2 separate regions of the Macaca mulatta genome follow, and region 1 is linked to region 2. Evidence: chromatin contacts called from public Hi-C data. All regions are on one chromosome and are shown on one strand. The core of a region is the stretch at or near the end of the contact, and the rest is flanking DNA. Distances in the headings are between cores, read along the strand shown.

The links. A called contact is a pair of places that touch in the nucleus more often than the background predicts.
Region 1: a Hi-C map of fetal cortex germinal zone shows a contact between it and region 2, with 3 times the contacts expected there. The contact joins the promoter of EIF2S1 here to the promoter of PALS1 in region 2. A contact is called at or near these places in 3 of 14 Hi-C or Micro-C datasets (fetal cortex germinal zone and liver).

The regions. Positions count from the first base shown.
Region 1 is chr7:140,524,603-140,529,447 of T2T-MMU8v2.0, forward strand. It overlaps EIF2S1 (eukaryotic translation initiation factor 2 subunit alpha), which reads left to right and starts at 1,807. Exons shown (of 8, transcript NM_001257466.1): 1 at 1,807-1,901. ATP6V1D (ATPase H+ transporting V1 subunit D) reads right to left here and starts at 1,299. Exons shown (of 9, transcript NM_001195715.1): 1 at 1,102-1,299. The coding sequence starts at 1,142.
Region 2 is chr7:140,407,223-140,411,850 of T2T-MMU8v2.0, forward strand. It overlaps PALS1 (protein associated with LIN7 1, MAGUK p55 family member), which reads left to right and starts at 2,040. Exons shown (of 14, transcript XM_077941198.1): 1 at 2,040-2,288.

The sequences.
Region 1 (4,845 bases), core at 557-3,056, 120 kb after region 2:
CGCGGTGGCTCCCACCTATAATCCCAGCCGCCAGGGAGGCTGAGGCGGGAGGATCGCTTGAGCCCAGGAGTTTGAGGCTGCAGTGAGCTATGATCACACCACTGCACTTCAGCCTGGGAGACAGAGCGAGACCCTGTCTCTTATTAAAACAAACAACAAACTAAATAAATAAAAATAAACAGGATGAGGAGGAGAAAGGGAGCGAGTTGTTGGGCACATTTGAGAAAACGTCAAAATTTTCTTTACAAACTAGCCAAAAACCTACAGTGATATGCCACTTTCCTGACAAAGAATTCAGGCCCCAAAAGAAAGGTAGCCCACAACTGAGCGTATTCCCAAGCATGAGTTCTTTCAAGAAATATTTTTTTGTGGACCTTCTATGGATTGTTAAGACATTCTTTCCTCCTGGAGAGAGCCCACAGTCTAGTGGGAGAGAAAGACACATAAACAAATATCTACTTTACAATGTGATGACTGGTATTAACACAGGTCTTAACAAGGTGCAGCGGTGAGAGAGCAAAAGCTGTGCCTCAGAAACACAGGGATATCCTCTCACAGCCGGTGACATTTGGTGGGATCTTGGAAAATGAGTAAGGGGATCCAAGATCGAATCCGAGGACTATGCTAAGGCGATTCGATTCCATCCCCACTTTGGCTTAGGGACCTCTTCTATATCCTCAGTAAACGTCCCTTCTCAGAGCATTTATTAAAACCTCCTTGGCCTTTCCAGACGAATGTCTGGCTACATAAACTGTGAGCTCTGTGAGGGCAGAGGTGGCGACGGTTCAGTTATATAAATCCAGTGCCCGGCTCAGTAAGGGTATGTGGAATGGATGAATCCATTAATGAATAAAGACAGCGGGCCTCCACAAAAGCCCGCCGGCCGGGCGCCTTTTCCTACCCGCTGGGATCGCTTCATCCAGCCTGATTCACTCAGGAGGAATGTGCGAAGAGGCCGTCACGAAGCTTCGCCCTAGACTCAAGAAAAGAGCCTGGGAAAAGCTCAAGAAACAAGGACCCTCACTGTGGCCCAGGGTCTGAAGGGATCGCGCTCTGGGTTCCTAACCCTGTGAAAGCGGCTCATCCCATTCCTTTACTTACATTCTCGAGGGAAAGATTTCAATTCGGTCTTTGCCCGACATTCTGACGATAACTGTTCGGCTCGGGTCCCCGGCCGGGCAACCGAGGCTACAACAGCTCCAGAACTGGCCTCCACAGTGACTTCCTCTACAGGAGTCAGCTGGTTGTGTCACTTGACCCCCTCTCGTTGCTAAGAAGCAGCAGGGACACCCATTTTCACTTCCGCTTCCGGTTGTCAAGAGGAGGAAGGGGGAGGACAGAACAGAGGCGTTGCCCGGATGTCTAGGCGCGCGCACCGCGGAACCATCCCTCAATTCCGGTTCGCCTCCCAACCCCTCCCCATCCAGCTTCCCTGAGGCTGCGCAATACGCGGCACGTGCCAGGCCAAAGACTAGGAGCGAAGCGTGCACGCCTTGTTTCTCTCCACCTGTCGTCTCTGGTCACAGCGCCATCTCATGGTTAGCTGAAACTGTGAACGAGGATACATTCTTCAGGGGCAAGGAATCAGAGTCCTATGTCTTTCTCGCGCCTTGAATGTTACTTAGCTAAAGCTAAGATAGCGAGAAACCGTACTTTTCGGGTCCTTCCATGATCTACATTCGTCCTTGTTCTCGGAGGACCCAGACTCTATGGTTAATGATGAAGAGGGGTCTCTATTCGTTCAACGCTTGCGCAATACGAGGAGGTTCCGCATGCGCAGTCGGGTGACCGAAGCGCACGCTGAGGAGGATCGGCGGCCGGTGAGGGAGAAGCAAGTCTGGTCTCTCTGATTAAAGAAGGCGGCTGTGGTCTCCACTGCGGGAATCACACACATACCTCAGGTGACTAATCCCAAGCTCGGTTTCTCCAAGAACTCACTTTGGTTTGTGTCCAGTGACATGGGTGTTCGAGAGCGGGTAGGCCCCGGGCTAACACCTCCCTTTCCCGTCCCTGCGCGGGAAGTGGCTGGACAGCACCGCCGCCACCCGCGCTGTCGTGGGCCTCGTCGCCGGCTCCGTGTAGGTCATCCTGTGTTCCAGAGGCGTCGTTGTTCCAGCAGAGGAATCTCGTAAAGGAAAGTGGGCCGAGTGGATTGTACAGCCTCTACAATATGCCGAAAGTGAGAATGCCTTGACGATGGGGCGGCCTCGGGAGAACGTCGTGACACCCTAACTCTTACCCCCAGCTCAGGACGCTGAGCAGTTTGCTTTTTCCAGGTCTGAGAATTCCATCTTTTCTTCCGCCCCAACAGTTCTACCGAAATTTCCCCCTGCTTCTCAGTGGAAACCAAACTGGACTCTTACCTGAGAAACGTGTGGGACGGGCACCGTGTTGGAAAGAGCGGGGTCCGAGTAGTTTTTCATCTGATAATTGAATGAGTCACCCTTTGAATCAAAACTAAATGAGACTTGAGTTTATTACTGTTACTATCAGTTTGTTTTATGTTGGCGACAATGAGAATAGAACTGTGTTAAGCATATGTTAGGTTAACTATGCTAAGCATAACAGAAAACCTAAGATAAGGAAATATTTTCGGGTTAAATACACAGTCATCCCTGGGTCTCTTTATCCACAAAATTTAGGCTTTTAAAATTTTTATTAAGCAAAAGACATGGTTTTTTCGAGAAAAAGTATAGCAGAGAAGTGTATATTTTCTCTCAATTGAGTTGTTATTCAAGGAAAAATCTCTGGGTCAGTAGTTTGGGGATGACTTATACCGAACTTTACTACCTATTCTCAGTTCATCTGGTGCCAAAAGATGTAGTTGTCTCATGCACAGTAATGTTTATAGAGATTTGGTGATAACTTTCTTTTTCAACTATAATGATGAAATAAAAGCTTTACTTATGTAGCACTCCTATACCAAGAACTACCATTCAGAGAGCATTCCTAATACGTGTTAGATCCAAATTAGAATTATCACGAGAGTTGTCCCCATCACATGTATTTTGGAAAGGAATGTGAACTTCTATATCCATTATAGCAGTTTGACCATGCACTGTTTTGAGAAAGAAGTTCTACCTACCATTTGTCCTGCAAAATAACTGACTAGCCAGGGTATTTGAAATTAGCCCGGAGTTTGGTTGATATATTTTGAAAGGTGGCTGATACTTTTACATCAGAACACATAAGAGTATTATAATGTGTTGTGATATTGAGGTTCTGTGGGTTAAAGACATTCTGGATTTGATGTCGATTATCTTAAGAAAGTATTATAATTTAGTATTTCTGTTCCTCCTTTTTCTGTTCATTGCTTCACTGTGCTCCTTTCATAGTACTTCATATTGTAATCATTTGCTTGCTAGTTTGTTTCCCACTCTATACTTAACTTAGGTAAGAGTCTTTTTTTTTTTTTTTTTTTTTTTTTTGAGACAGAGCCTCTGTTGCCCAGGCTGGAGTGTAGTGGCACGATCTCAGCTCACTGTAGCCTCTGCCCCTGGGTTCAAGGGATTCTCCTGCCTCAGCCACCATAGTAGTGGGATTACAGGTGCCTACCACCACACCCAGCTAATTTTTGTATTTTTAGTAGAAATGGGGTTTCACCATGTTGACCAGGCTGGCCTCAAACTCCTGGCCTCAGGTGATCCACCCACCTCAGCCTCCCAAAGTGCTGGGATTACAGGTGTGAGCCACCGCGCCTGGCCTGGTAAGAGTCTTGTTGACACTTCTTGAGGACCAAATAAAATAAGTCAGAATGCTGTGAAAAAGATAAAGAGATGAAGTCACCTAGTGTGACTTCGATATTGCCAAATGTTTTTTTAAGTAAAAAAAAAATAATAAGTTATTAGCATTTCATTAGGCAGTATGTTGAAAGTTTATCAACCAATATGCAGGTTTTTGTGGTATGGATTCTTTTTGTACTTAACTTCCTGTCTTTGCTATGAATAACTTAACCATCAACAGTATTCCTTTACTTACCCTTTATGTTGCAAAGAGACTTGTGCCTCCTGAAGAAATAGTATTCATAGTCATATCCCTTCAGGATTCTTTTACACGATTGCCCGTGTTTTTTAACCATCAGATTAAGCCTTGCTTCCCCTAAAAGCGTCACCTTTACTATTTGGAGAAACTTGGTAAGTAAATATGGTTTTCACCTGTTAAATGTCTTAAAACTGTTCCGTACATTTCTGTAACATAGTTTATTTTGATGCCCAATTTGAAACTTTTTAGCTCTCAAATTTGAGAACTTTACATGCACATATTCAACAACAGTTTCCCCACCACCCCCACCCCCACCCCTGAAAAGCCCTGTTTAAAAATGAAACAACCAGTCAGCTGTTTCTTGGTGGGTAGTTCTGGCCATTGAATGTCTACTTATCTTTGTTTGCTAAATCCCTATTTTGTAGGGATTTTGTATTCCCTACAAAGAAATACATCTCTGCTACTGTCATTAATATGCTGCTTTTTGTTGTTAAACCAATGAGTACTAATAGTTTGCACTTATTGGTGTCACATACTCTAGCACTGAATATATATATATATATATATTCATGTTGCTTTTAAAGTAAAATGTTTCTAATTGTAATATGTTTATGAATAGTTTTGAGAGAATATAGTCTTACTGATAAAGAGGACAGACTCTGGGCCGGGTGCGGTAGCTCAAGCCTGTAATCCCAGCACTTTGGGGGGCCGAGACAGGCAGATCACGAGGTCAGGAGGTCGAGACCATCCTGGCTAACACGGCGAAACCCCATCTCTGCTAAAAATACAAAAAACTAGCCGGGCGTGGTGGCGGGCGCCTGTAGTCCCAGCTACTCCAGAGGCTGAGGCAAGAGAATGGCATAA
Region 2 (4,628 bases), core at 790-3,289:
GTCCTTTCTTTGAACAGCTAGATCTGCAGTTCTTACCTGAAGATGATTTTGCCCATCTCTCCCCATGAGCTTTGGTAATGTCTGGAGACGTTTCTGATTGTCACATTGGGGAGGGTGATGCTACTGGCACCTAGCGGGTAGAGGCTGGGGATGCTCCTAAACATCCTATGATGCACAGGACAGTCCCCACAAGAATTATCCAGCCCAAATGTCAATAGTGCCAAAGATGAGAAATATATAAGCTAGAGAAAGAAGAATTCATTGAGGAGCTGGAGGAAGCTTCTTGAATTATTATTTATGTTATATATTTAAGAACTTAGAGGCTGGGCACAGTGGCTCACGCCTGTAATCCTAGCACTTTGGAAGGCTGAGAAAGGTGGATTACCTGAGGTCAGGAATTCAAGACCAGCTTGGCCAATGTGGCGAAACCCCGTCTCTCCTAACAATACAAAAATTAGCCGGGCGTGGTGGCGGGCACCTGCAATCCCAGATACTGGGCAGGCTGAGGGAGGAGAATCGCTTGAACCCGGGGAGCAGAGGTTGCAGCGATCCAAGATCGTGCCACTTTACTCCAGCCTGGACAAAAGAGCAAAACCCCCTCTCAAACAAAAACAAAAACAAACGAACTTAGAAAAGGAAGTAAGTCAAACACACTAACCGTTTTTTTCCTTTTGGGGTATGGCTAATAGTTTCTAGGAATCCTGGAGACTTTATCTGGATTTCAGTTAGGCATTTCGCCAGTTCTGGCATCTTTGTGGAGGAATATGGGCCAAGAAGACAGTTCGGTTGTGTCGTCCATCTGTATTCGAAGCCTACTGAGAAATTTTTTGATGACAGGAGCATTAAGGTCTTTAGTGGCATACAGCAGACTTCTGTCCTCAGCTCTGTCTTATTAAACACTTGGACAGAATGCTTATCAGATTTGAGAGGGATAACAAATCTGGGAAGGGTAGGCATCCCCAAAGATCTTCACCACCACGAACAATAGTTTGCTTCGTTCAGAGCATCACAGTGTCCTTAGTGAGGGACACTAACAATCCATAGGCTGTCCAGAGGAGCGTAATGGGGAAGAATGTGAAAGAACTTGAAAGTCAGGACCTGAGGACGTTGCGAGATGGAAAAACACAGTGGGACAAAATGAGGAAAACCGAGAGAAATGGAAATGGCATATACGAAGGCTTTGAGGGAGGACTATGCCCCCTGGGGGAAACCGTACACCTCGGCTGGAATCATAAGCATATTTTGGCCTCATAGAAGGAGAGGTCGATTAACAAACCTTGCAAGGGTTCAAAGGTGGGATGGGCTTCCTCGGAAGGTACTGTCAAGACAGAGACCATCCGAGGGCTTTTATTGCAAGTGTCGAGACACATTTGCTGGTATTTCTCCTTAGAACGTACTCCAATCTGCTCTGACTTCCGCCCGCACCCGCCAGAGCCCTGCCCCATTCCAAGGGTGGCACATCCAGGTCCCGAGGGCGCCAGCCATGCCCGGGACATGGGCTGGTCTGCGTAACTCTCTGTCCCTTCGGGAGACTTCTGGGAAATAGTTCTAGTCCTTGCCATCCTTGCTTTCTGGTTTTCAGAAGTCAGTGCTGCTGGTGGCTTTCTGGAGTCTTCTGTGGAACACTGCACACATCCAGGTGTTTACGTCATTTTTTTTAAAAAAAGAAATGTTAGATTGTGAGACTAACTAGACAGGACATGAGGAATCTCTTCAGGAGGACTCGGATTTTCTTCAGGAGCCGTCATCCAGAGACAGAACAGCCAAGGGATGTAGAAACCCAGGGAAGCCTCGCGTCCCCACACAGCCCGCGGGCCAAACCCCGAAGCGGCTCCGCAGGGACAGCCAGCTCCTAGCAGCCCGGGTTTTAGACTTAGAGGCGCGCGACTGCGCGCACCCGGCGGGAGCTGTGGAGAGGACCAATGACCGGGCGCTCTCTCCGCGCCGGCTCGGGATTGGGCGAGCCGCGCCAGCCTCTCACGGGCGGGGTGGGACTGGGATCCGCGCGCCCGCTGCGCCAGAGTCCCGGGGGCGCGTGCGCGGTCTCGCGGCGGCCGCAGGGGCCGGTCTCGCGCGGTCTAGAAGTGGAGTTGCTGGCGGCTGCGGCGGCGACGGCGGCGACGGAGGAGGTTGGCGGTGGGGCGGGGGCGGGGACTAAGGATTCTGAGGTGGGGAGTCGGGAGTTTCTGGATTCTTTATCCGGTATTTTAAGGGCCGCCGGAGAGCTGTCGCTTCTGCAGTGCTTAGGAGCAGCCGGGCGGGAGGCTCCGCGGAGCCGAGGCGCGGAGGTAAGAGGTGGTTCGGCGGCGGCTGGGCTGTGGAGATCTTAATCAACAGGTCCCCGGGAGCGCGGCGGGGGAGGGGCGGCCGGGCTCCCCTTCCCCCACACGCCGCTCAAACTCTGGCCAGCGGGAGACCCCGGGCCGCCAGGCGGGCTTCCTCAGGCGCGGCAGCTTCGGCGGTGGAGGGTGTGAGCCCAACCTTTGTCCCTCGGAGCAACGCTGCCTGCGCGGTGCCCGCTCCTTCTGCTTGGCTGGGCATGCACCTTGGCGCGGGCCACAGCCAGCCGGGCCCGAGGTGCAGGGGGCGCGGCGGGGAGTCGTCTGCCCCCTGCGCTCCCGCCCCGATGTCGCGACGCGCGGGACTCCCCCCGGCCGGGTCTGGGAATCCGGCGAGGGAACGCTTTCCTTTAGAAGTCAGAATGTAGTCAGCGTTCCTCTGCCTGACTCAGCTGCTGGTATTCTGCTGCCTATTGCGTTCTTAAACAGGCAAACAGTTCCTGCTTCCTTGTGACCAGTTTTAAAGAAAAGCCTAATTTTGTTGATGGTTTCTGATAATTTAAGGTTGCACGTTGAATTTGAAGCCTGTACATTGTTGTATTCTATGTTTAATGAAGGTTGCTTGAAACGATCTTTGTAGTAAATTATGTAACTTTCTAATGATCATAACTCACCTTCTGTTGATTGACGTACAGTAATGTGTATGGAATGTAAGTTTCGGTCGAAAGGTTTTTCTTGGCAGTTTATGCTAAAATTAAAATCTGATGATTGGGAAGATTTTAGACGTAGTATAGAGTGTGTGTTTTGTCTCCATACTTGTTTAGAATAGTAAAAATTTAGATTCGGAAAGTCAGTTGAACAAAAATTTTGAAATTTTGATTTGACACAGTGAAAGGTGTTAATATTTCCGATTTTTTAAAAAAACAATATCATGTTTTAATGATAGTTTACTAATTATGCTTTTGGATTTTACCAGAAGTTAATAACCTGTTAAATTCTGCAGTAGGAACAAATGACGTGTTGGTTATTGGTGTCTTTAAAGTATTGGTGGTAATGAAACTTATTAAATAAGCGTCCTTGAATTAAGAACTACCGATTTTTTTTTTTTTTTTTACTAGATCCCTGTGGACATAGCGTATTGTGGATAGGTTTTATAGGCTTTCTATTTGCAGTAGGATGAGCTATTAAATTATAATGTAAGAGATTTATAGATAAAAAAGGCAACAGTAGGAAAAGCAATTCATTATTTAATCTTTAAAAATCGAGTAAATTTTACCATGTACCTGAATTACTTTTGGCTAGACGGACTTGAACTTGACAAGTTAAGGTGGATTGATTAACATTAACTTGTTTTAGAATGTTAAAACGGGAGAGAATATATAAGTTCTTCCTGAGGGTGACCCAAGTCAGTACAGTGGATTTAGCTTTTACATGATCTTGAATTATGGTTTTGATTAAAAATCTCATCACGGGGTACATGTTTTCAGGATCTCCTGAGGGCTGTCATGGAAAAAATTTAAAAAATAAAATTTTATCACACATTCCAAGAAACTTGATCAATTTAATAGGTTATACTGAGATGCCCTGTTTCTCTGATATTTTCTGATTTCAGAGTGTCTAGAAAAAATAGTGTCTTGACATATGTGCTTTACAATATAATTTTCTTTTCTTTTTCTTTTTCTTTTTTTTTTTGCGAGACAGAGTCTCGCTGTTGCCCAGGCTGGAGTGCAGTGGCGCGATCTTGGCTCACTGCAGTCTCCATCTCCCGGGTTCAACTGATTCTCCTGCCTCAGCCTTCCAGCTAGCTGGGACTACAGGCGCCTGCCACCACACCCGGCTAATTTTTGTATTTTTAGTAGCGACGGGGTTTCACCTGTTGGCCAGGCTGGCCTCGAACTTCTGACCTCAGGTGATCCACCCGCCTCGGCCTCCCGAAGTGCTGGGATTACAGGCGTGGGCCACCGCCAGAATACACACACACACGCACACACACCCCCCGCCAGAATACACACACACACACACACACACACACACACACACACACACATATATCTCACTCAGGCTGTAGTGCAGTGGCGCGATCCCGACTCACTGCAAGCTCCGCCTCCCGGGTTAAGGCCTTTCTCCTGCCTCAGCCTCCCGAGTAGCTGGGACTACAGGCCCACGCCATCATGCCCACCTAATTTTTTGTATTTTTTTTTTTTTAAGTAGAGACGGGGTTTCACCGTGTTAGCCAGGATGATCTCGATTTCCTGACCTCATGATCCGCCCGCCTCTGCCTCCCAAAGTGCTGGGATTACAGGCGTGAGCCTCCACACCCGGCCTTTATAATTTTTGGTCATATATTTA